3 separate regions of the Mus musculus genome follow, and all the other regions are linked to region 3. Evidence: chromatin contacts called from public promoter capture Hi-C data. All regions are on one chromosome and are shown on one strand. The core of a region is the stretch at or near the end of the contact, and the rest is flanking DNA. Distances in the headings are between cores, read along the strand shown. Region 1 holds the start of E4f1 (E4F transcription factor 1). Region 2 overlaps Abca3 (ATP-binding cassette, sub-family A (ABC1), member 3). Region 3 holds the start of Tedc2 (tubulin epsilon and delta complex 2).

The links. Promoter capture Hi-C pulls out the DNA fragments that hold promoters and counts their contacts. Capture Hi-C pulls out chosen DNA fragments and counts their contacts.
Region 1: a contact with region 3 is called in a promoter capture Hi-C map of adipose tissue. The contact joins the promoter of E4f1 here to the promoter of Tedc2 in region 3. A contact is called at or near these places in 16 of 39 promoter capture datasets (the 3T3-L1 cell line, 3T3-L1-derived adipocytes, the C10 cell line and 10 more), 2 of 484 Hi-C or Micro-C datasets (bone marrow-derived macrophages and regulatory T cells), 4 of 115 datasets of contacts at active chromatin or transcription factors (effector CD8 T cells, embryonic limb bud, fetal liver and 1 more) and 4 of 9 other capture datasets (adipose tissue, embryonic stem cells, liver and 1 more).
Region 2: a promoter capture Hi-C map of liver shows a contact between it and region 3. The contact joins the enhancer-like site here to the promoter of Tedc2 in region 3. A contact is called at or near these places in 8 of 39 promoter capture datasets (the C10 cell line, the HPC-7 cell line, cranial neural crest and 5 more), 7 of 484 Hi-C or Micro-C datasets (bone marrow-derived macrophages, cerebellum, germline stem cells and 3 more), 7 of 115 datasets of contacts at active chromatin or transcription factors (SST interneurons, bone marrow-derived macrophages, craniofacial prominence and 4 more) and 3 of 9 other capture datasets (adipose tissue, liver and pancreatic islet).

The regions. Positions count from the first base shown.
Region 1 is chr17:24,454,080-24,456,867 of GRCm38.p6, forward strand. It overlaps E4f1 (E4F transcription factor 1), which reads right to left and starts at 1,313. Exons shown (of 14, transcript NM_001301784.1): 1 at 1,056-1,313. The coding sequence starts at 1,209.
Region 2 is chr17:24,373,528-24,376,638 of GRCm38.p6, forward strand. It overlaps Abca3 (ATP-binding cassette, sub-family A (ABC1), member 3), which reads left to right. Exons shown (of 33, transcript NM_013855.3): 8 at 717-976; 9 at 2,837-2,953. Among named protein-coding and RNA genes, the nearest start is that of Gm25618, 13 kb to the left of the region's middle. Within about 2 kb of position 1,789, at least 9 of the 459 cell types and tissues checked have an H3K27ac peak or open chromatin away from gene starts, as enhancers often do. A contact at or near this core is called in liver and trophoblast stem cells, where this site is marked.
Region 3 is chr17:24,219,194-24,222,145 of GRCm38.p6, forward strand. It overlaps Tedc2 (tubulin epsilon and delta complex 2), which reads right to left and starts at 1,658. Exons shown (of 10, transcript NM_028056.2): 1 at 1,498-1,658; 2 at 1,324-1,422; 3 at 1,059-1,117; 4 at 538-940; 5 at 1-13. The coding sequence starts at 1,547.

The DNA.
Region 1 (2,788 bases), core at 63-2,562, 230 kb after region 3:
TAGTGGTGGCTCATGCCTTTAATCCCAGCACTTGGGAAGCAGAGGCAAGCAGATTTTTGAGTTCGAGGCCAACCTGGTCTACAGAGTGAGTTCCAGGACAGCCAGAACTATACAAACACTGTCTCAAACAAACAAACAAACAAACAAACAAACAAAAAACCTAGAAACTCCAAAGAGTTCCCTGAGACGGTAACTGACTCTCTCCAAGCTGAAATAAGGGAAAAAAAAATTACAGTGGGACTGAGTTCTTTCATGACAAAGAGCAGCAATATACCAGTAATACTTGTCAAACCACTTCCTGTCTGATCAAATCTACAGCTCCGTGGAACTAATGCACAGGAGATACCCAAACCACCTCTAAAAAATATCAGCACCTAGAGACGTAATCCTTGGTGCCAACACAGCCCTCGGCATACAGACACGATTTTAACTCTTTGCCATACTCCTAGGAAAAATTAAAGGGTTTAAGAGAGGAGTTACAGCCCCGGCTCCAATCTGATCCTTGACAGGAACCAGATGGACGACCTTGAACCTCAATTATCTCCATCTCTGAAGTGAATAGTAGTAATGATAGTTCGCCTTTCGAGCTTGGTTTAAGTAATGGTACAAGTCGGATTGAGCGGGGGGTGTTCCGCACATTCTTGGAAGCGTTGCTCCACCCCGTAGGGAAGGCCCAGGTCCTCAGTGGGGCGGTGCCGCCTCCCCAGGTCAGGTCCCTAATCCCTGTCTGACAGAGCGGCCCCGCCTCCAGTCTCCAGCTCCGCCCGAACTAAGGCCCGAGTGGCAGAGGAGAAGCAGAAGCTAGGGCTGATGGGCGCTGAAGAGGAGCGAGCGATGTTTGTTTGGCCAGATCGACCCCAAGGGGCTGGAGAAATGGGCTCCCTGTGAGCCTCTGCATCTGGCCCAACGGGTTAGAGGCAGTCCGAAGGGAAACCTGTGAGAGTTGTGAAGGTTTACAGACACTCGAGTAGCCAGGATCCGGGCGAGACCGTACACCGCAGCCCGGACAGAGCCGCCCGCACCCCGGCCGCACCAGGCTTCGGTAGGCTCGTTACCTTCCTCGCTGAAGGGCGCTGGGAGCCCAAGGAAGCCGCCGGAGGACAAGGCCGCCGCCGCCGCAACCCCGCCCTCGCCCGCTTCACGCCCGGCTTCGGCCCGGGCTTCTGCCGTATGAGCGGCCGTCACCCGCACTGCCATCGCGCCCTCCATGTCGCAACGCGCCACAGGAAGATGGCGGATTTACGACCATGTCGTCATAACAACGGGCCGCACCGAGGGCTGCGTGTCCGACAGGCAGGGGGCGGGACAAAAACGAATTTGACGGACAGGCAAAAAGGCGGGGCTATGGGTTGCGGTCTAGCGCGTCAGTAGAGGTGGAGCTTGGCTCTTTGAGAGCCATCAGCGCCAGACATCAGGGCGGAAGTGGGCGTGGCTTGTGTTAAATTGGCAGGACTTGGTCCAAAGTGAACTATCCGTGGAGTAAGAACTCTCCCTTTCTCTCACTTTTTTAAAAAAAGATTTATTTACTTTATGTATATGAGTACATGTACAGCTGGTTGTGAGCCTTCATATGGTTGTTGGGAATTGAATTTTTAGGACCTCTGCTTGCTCCGGTTGCTCTGGTTGCCCCACTTGCTCAGGTCAACTCCACTTGCTCAGTCCCTGCTCGCTCAGGCCTAAAGATTTATTCATTAAGTACACTGTAGCTATCTTCAGACGCATCAGAAGAGGGCGTCAGATCTCTTTACAGGTGGTTGTGAGCCACCATGTGGTTGCTGGAATTTGAACTCAGGACCTTCAAAAGAGCAGTCAGTGTTCTTAACCGCTGAGCCATCTCTCCAACCCCTTCTCTCACTTTTTTGTTTTGTTTTTTTAATGTAGTATGGTTTGTCTGCATACATGTCTGTGCACCACGTGCATGCCTAGCGCCCGTGGGGCCCAGAAGAGGGTGTCTGACCTGGAACTGGAATTACAGATGAAGTTACATGTAGGTGTTGGGAAATGAACCTAGATACACAGCCAATGTGTTCTTAGCCGCCCAGAGAATCTGAACTCTTTAGGGTTGCTACCCAATATAGAATCCTGGACTCAGACCTGGGTTGCAATGTCAGAATTTCCTGGGCATGAGAAAGAACTCCATTTGGAGATAGTTCGAGTGCTCCTTTCCAAAGACTTTTTTTGTAAAGATTTATTTTATGTATAGGAGTACACTGTAGCTGTACAGATGGTTGTGAGCCTTCATGTGGTTGTTGGATATTGAATTTAGGACCTCTGCTTGCTCTAGTCAACCTCGCTCATTCAGTCTGTACTCACTCTGGCCCAAAGATTATTTATTATAAGTACACTGTAGCTGTCTTCAGACACAACAAAAGAGGGCGTCAGATCTCATTACAGGTGGTTGTGAGCCACCATGTGGTTGCTGGGATTTGAACTCAGGACCTTCAGAACAGTCAGTGCTCTTACCCACTGAGCCAGCGAGCCAGCCCCAAGACTTTTATTCGGTATATGAAAAGTATTGAAAAGTATACATAAAAGTGACCATTTGTGACATTTAGTACACCGACTGAGTTGAGCGCTTATCACCAAAATTGGTTAACTGATTGGTTCATTGGTCGATTTGAGACAGGGTCTGGCTTTGTAGCTCCCTGTGGCCAGTAACTCGGTGGCCCCGGTAACTTGGTGCTGGGAATATGCCTGACTTAGTTCTAGAACATTTTCATCATCAAAACCTGTACTGACTGTAGCTCATTTTGGTAGCCAGCTCACCTATCAAGCACAAAATGAATAA
Region 2 (3,111 bases), core at 539-3,038, 150 kb after region 3:
ATTACCTCTGGTGGGTGGTGGGCTACAAGGGAAGTTAAAATATTTTAAAAACATCATTAAAAGTAAGGCATAAAAAAATTAAAAGTTACGTGTGTGTGTGTGTGTGTAATGTATAGTGTATGTAATGTGTTTGGAGTGTGTAAGTGTAGGTGTGTGTGTGTGTGTGTGTGTGTGTGTGTGTATAGACATGCTCATGGGTGGGCCAGTGTTGAGTGCCCTTCTTTATCACTTGGCACCTTTGACACTGTCTCTTGCTGAATTACACCGTTTTGGGATAAGCTGGCTGGCCAGTTAGCACCAGGATCTGCCTGGCTCCTCCCTGAGATGCTGGGTTTACAGGCATATGCAGGGTAGGCTTTGTGAGGGTGATGCAGATTCCATCCAGGTTCTCATGCTTATGTCTTACCCACTGAACTATCTCCCTGGTCCTAAATCAAGCTATTTTTAAAATATGATCATATTTATGATTTTGTGTGGGTTATGTTAATTATGAAGTAGAAGTGTCACTTGGCAATATGTGGCATGTTTTTTCTTCTCCTTGTGACCACTGAATGTTGTCAGATGCTATTAGTGGTCCACAGAGTAGGGTATCAGGTAAAGTTACCCATTGCCTCCTCTGGCCCTCCCTCTGCAGACTCAGGGAAGTCTGTCTGTTCAAAGCATACCCCTCTCATGAGCAGCACCATGACACAGCTGTCCTCTGTTTCTGAACTCAGGATACATTCGGGAAGGCTTCCTGGCCATGCAACATGCTGTAGACAAAGCCATCATGCGTTACCATGCCAACACCTCTGCACAGCAGCTGTTCCAGAAGCTCATGGTGATCACCAAAAGGTTCCCGTTCCCACCATACATCTCAGATCCATTCCTCATTGCCATCCAGTACCAGCTTCCTCTGCTGCTCATGCTGAGTTTCACCTACACCTCCCTCACCATCATCCGGGCTGTGGTGCAGGAGAAGGAGAAAAAACTAAAGGTAACCCTCTGTGCATGGCAAGTCAGTCTGAGAATGCTGGGTCCTGGGACTCCCTCAAAAGAATTGGCCTGTCTCAAGGCTGCTGCCCTGTGTGCTGGGACCATAAGAGCCAGGGCTCAGTATGGGCACTGCTGTGACACAAGGTTAGGAAGTCCAGCTGCTATGCTTAGATTCTGGTAGTGGGTGTGCCCTTGGTCCACAGTCTCCGTGCAGCACTTGGGGAGCTGGATTTGGGGTTGTTGGTTTTTGTTTGTTTGGGGTTTTCCGCTTGGTTTGGTTTTTTTATTTGGTTTTGTCAAGACAGGACTTCTCTGTGTAGCCCTGGCTGTCCTGTAACTCCCTCTGTCAGCATGGTTGGCCTTGAACTCAGAGATCTGCCTCCCTTTGCCTCCTGAGTGCTGGGATTAAAGGCATGTGCCACCACTGCCTGGTTTGCTTTTCATTGTTTCTTGTCTGTTTGTTTTTGTTTCTGTTTTATATTATTATCTTTATAATTTTTTTGTTTCGTTTTTTTCAAAAAGTTTTTTCATATGTGTTTTGACTATGTTTTTTCCTTCTGCTAACTCCTCCAAGATCTTCCTGGGTTTTTTTGGTTTTGATTTTTGTTTTCAGTGCTGGAAATGGAACTCAGGGCTTCAAGAATGTAAAAACTCCACCTGTGGGCCCCACTGCCAGCAAAGAGCTGAGTTTTTCCTTTCCTAGCCACTGGCAGTCCAGCTTTAGATTCCCAGAGCCCAAAGCAGCACTGCTCAGTTCAGGAACTGGGTTTCCTTGTGGCACTTCCTGACAGCCTGATAAACAAGAGAGAGGGGGGGGGAGGGGTGCTCAGAGTGTTCCACATCACCTTACCCTGTTCTTCCACAGAGACAGGAAGCACCCTTCCCTAAGGGTTCTGGGCTTCTCCTTCAAAGTGAGAACGAAAATGAATGGATGCTCGGCTCTCTTAATGCATGTCCTCAGCCACACACTTGTCAAGGCTCACAGCCCAGGAGGCTGCTGGCAGTGTGGACAGTATGACCTGCAGAGTCTTTCTGCCAACAGTGGGAGGGGCCAGGCTTCAGGACTCTGGACTTTTTTTTTTTTTTTGGTTTTTTTTTTTTTTTTTTTTTTTGGTTTTTCGAGACAGGGTTTCTCTGTATAGCCCTGGCTGTCCTGGAACTCACTTTGTAGACCGGGCTGGCCTCGAACTCAGAAATCTGCCTGCCTCTGCCTCGACTCTGGACCTTAATGCCAGCTGCCATCCCCCTGGCTTCTGGGAATCAGCTGAAGCAAAATGAAGACTTGGGAGCATCGCTTGGGAGTCTGGAATTGCTCCACAGCATATAAGGCTTCCCTGAAGGACTTAGAGAATTCATCAACTTAACATCTATTGGGTACCTGTGTCAGACCTGAACGAAGCACAAGCAGAGAAGGGGGTTTCCCAGCATGACAGAGCGTAGTGGGCGCAGTTGGGAAGTGACTTCGCGCTCATGAAATAGAGCAGAGCCACACCACACTGAGTAGTGGGCTGGAGGATAGGGCAGGCCATCATGACTTAGGAAGAAGAGGCAATTAATCTGGAGTTGACTATCAGGGACAGCCTCCCAGCTAGGGTAGCATGTGCCACTGATAAAAGATAGAAAAGAGGTGGATCTGTAGACCACAGGGCTAAGAGCTGTTGGACAAAGCATGCCCGACCACAGCCTTCTCTTTCCCCTCATGTGTGCTGGATAATTCCTGCCTGTGCTCTATAGCACAGGTATCCTGGTCTACCTTCCTGCTCTATACATGGCCCTGTCCTTATGTAAGCAGACCGGCACACGTGGGGCTCTGAGGAAAGCTAGCCGCATGCAACTGTGTGATGCTGTCTCCCATTCACAGGAGTACATGCGCATGATGGGGCTTAACAGCTGGCTACACTGGAGCGCTTGGTTCCTCATGTTCTTCCTATTCTTCCTCATCGTGGTCTCCTTCATGACCCTCCTGTTCTGTGTCAAAGTAAGTGTGGCTTCCATGAGGGCTCTGGAAAGAAGAGGGGGCGGAGACCATTCATGGCCCCTGACCTCAGGGCAAGTGTTTCCCCTGCTGTCGAAGACAAGCGGGCCTTCCCCTGACCCACACCTTTAGACCTGCCCGATTCATTTCTGCCTTCCCTG
Region 3 (2,952 bases), core at 408-2,907:
CTGCAGGAGAGTCCTGTGAGAGAGAGAAGCCAATGCTAAGAGCAGTCTCCTCACATTCTAGGGCTGTCATTCTTTTTGTTATTGTTGTTTTGTTTTGCTTTTTTTCTGAGACAGGGTTTCTCTGTGTAGCCCTGGCTGTCCTGAAACTCACTCTGTAGACCAGGCTGGCCCCGAACTCAGAAATCTGCCTGCCTCTGCCTCCCGAGTGCTGGGATTAAAGGCGTGGGCCACCAAGCCCGGCATTAGGACTGTCATTCTTACTCATGGCTCAGAACCCATTGGGGCGAACCTTCTCACCTCCTCTCCTTTAACAGCTTAATTCTGACAAGCTTTTTGAAAACGGCTTCTGGAGGAGGGTGGGTGCTCGCCCAGTCCAGAGAGCTCATGGGCTGGTTAGGCTCCAGAACGACAAACCTGATACCATCCCAACCCTGTTCTGCCCTGTTTGCTTCAGTGCATGACCCTTACGGGTCGGCACCAGGGGCTTCCTCAACCAGCTCAATGCCCTGTCAGGATACGAGCGTCTGGGAAGCTTACCCCTTCTCCTTTAATGCGAAGAGTTCTGTGGTGTGATGAGCAGATGACGGGGTCATTTGTTGGTCCCTGAGGTCTGGTCCATACCCAGTAGTTTGGTCTTGTGTTCTTACATGGGTCTTATCACCCTTTGATCGTAGTCTGTGCTCAGGGTAATCCTTGGGAGGGGCTGTGGCCCGCTGTATACCCTTGGTGGATCTTGTACCCAATACACGGCTGCCACCCCGGCTGGGAGCCCGAGGATGGGAGGCGGCAGCGGCACCAGAAGTGGCTGCCTTAGATGTCAGAGTGGGGGTTCTGTCTCTTTGTCCAGCATTGGACACGCCTTTCCTCACACGTACAGCCTTCTCCAGAGCCTGGGTCAAAAGTTCCAGCTCCTCGAGATCTTGAGAACTCGGTGCACATGCTATGAACGTCAAGAACCATGCAAGAATTCCTCCTCACTGTCCCAGGATGGATTCCCCCATGACAGCAAGCCAGAGAAAGGCCAGGGACAGCACCCATAAAAAGCAGCTAACGTTTACCTGGACTTGGGTCCTCTTCTTTGGTTTCTGGAACTGGAGATGGGGTCCTGGCTGGTTCCCTGCAAAGACAGGGCAGCCATGGTATGGTCCAAACATTCTATCCCTAAGCAGATTCCCAGCCTCAGACCCTGGATAAGGGGTAAGGATAGCAATGGCAACCGGAGTCTAAAAGCATGCATTTGTATTTGGCCTTCTAGGCCCTGGGACTCTGCATAATCCTGATGGTCCGAGGAGGGACTGGCCAGGAGGTCCTGGGTCCGCGTACCAGACCTGCAGCAGCCTCCTGGAAACGCGCAGGCTCCGCTCCAACTGCCGCTGCCGATCGGCGCAGGAGTCCAAGGCGCCCTGCAGCTCCGCTACCAGCCTGAGGACAGGTACTATGTGAGCCTCCGAACCTCGCTCCCGTCCGCCCAATTCCCTTCCGTTGCACGAGACCCACCGGTGAGCGCAGTCTGCGGGTAGTAGGTAGTTTCCTTTAACACCAAGCATTTTTGCCGCCGCCAAGGAGTCCCGCGCCTTCCGGGCAGAAGGCCGCCCACTTCCGGGTAGGCTACCCAATCTTGAGCACAGCTTGCAAGTCCAGCTCCAAAACGCGAATCCATCTCAAGCTCCACCCATCATCCCAGACTCCGCCCTAACCCCTCCCACGGGAGGACGCAAAGGCTCTGTTGGAACCTGGACAGTGCCACTGTAGATAAGATAGCTTCTGATTTGGCTAATCAGATAATGCTCTTCTGACAGGGCATCCGTGACCCTCTAAAGTTTGGTTTTTTGTCTTAACCAGGTTTTGCCGAACCTACTTTGAAAGCAGAGATAAGCGGTCTTGCTGACTCCAGGATGACTTAGCAATCAAGCATATGGCCAGAAGACAATGCTAGAACTGGGTCAAGGAACATCTTAGGAATGTCAGGCGCCAGACGTGAACAATGAAGCCCAGGGAATCTGGAGCATGTGGCACTTAGAATAGGTCTGCTAAGCTGCTCTACGTCATGGAAGGTTGTGCAAGAGACAGAGGAGTGTCAGATAGTAGATAGATAGGCGGAGGGGAGGCTGAAGCCCAGAGAATGGCCAGGAGGCCGTAGATAGGACACATGCAAACACAGCAGCTAAGGGTCAGAGCAATGGTCTTTGCCCTCAAAGATCTACCAAGCTAGGCCAGCTTGTCAATACATGGTTAATATTGACTTGTTTGGCATAGATTATCAGTACATTATGTTCTCCATCAAGTCAGTTTGTGCAATCTCATGTAGTCTCAGCTGGCCTTCAATTCACTATGTATCTGATGACCTTGAACTCATGACCTTCCTGTCTCCATTTCAATTATTTTTTACTTTTATCTTTTTTGGTTTTTCGAGACAGGGTTTCTCTGTGTAGCCCTGGATGTCCTGGAACTCACTTTGTAGACCAGGTTAGCCTCCAACTCTGAGATCCACCTGCCTCTGCCTCCCAAGTGCTGGGATTAAAGGTGTGTGCCACCACTGCCCGGCCCAATTATTTCCTAATTAAAAAACTTGTATGTCAACGTACAACTTGCATGCCTAGTGCCCAAGGAGGCCTGAAGAGGGAACTGGATCTTCTGAAATTGGAGTTATAGATGGTTGAGTGGGTTTGTGGATCTGAATTCAGGTCCTCTGGTCAAGCAGCAAATGCTACAAACCAATGAGCTGCCTCTGCAGCCTCCTTCTCCCACCTCTTAGAAGCCTGCCACTAGACACAGCTTTTCCATTTGTTTCTACGGTGAAAAATGTGCTTGGCTGCTGAAAGAAATGAGGACAGGGAACAGTGCTCAGCAGTACTGGTGATATAAATTATTAGTTCTAGAGCCCAAGAAGTAAGGTAACCCTGGTTGTTTCTGTACAAAAAGAGCAAGAAAGTTAGCCCAGTGTCAAGTGGG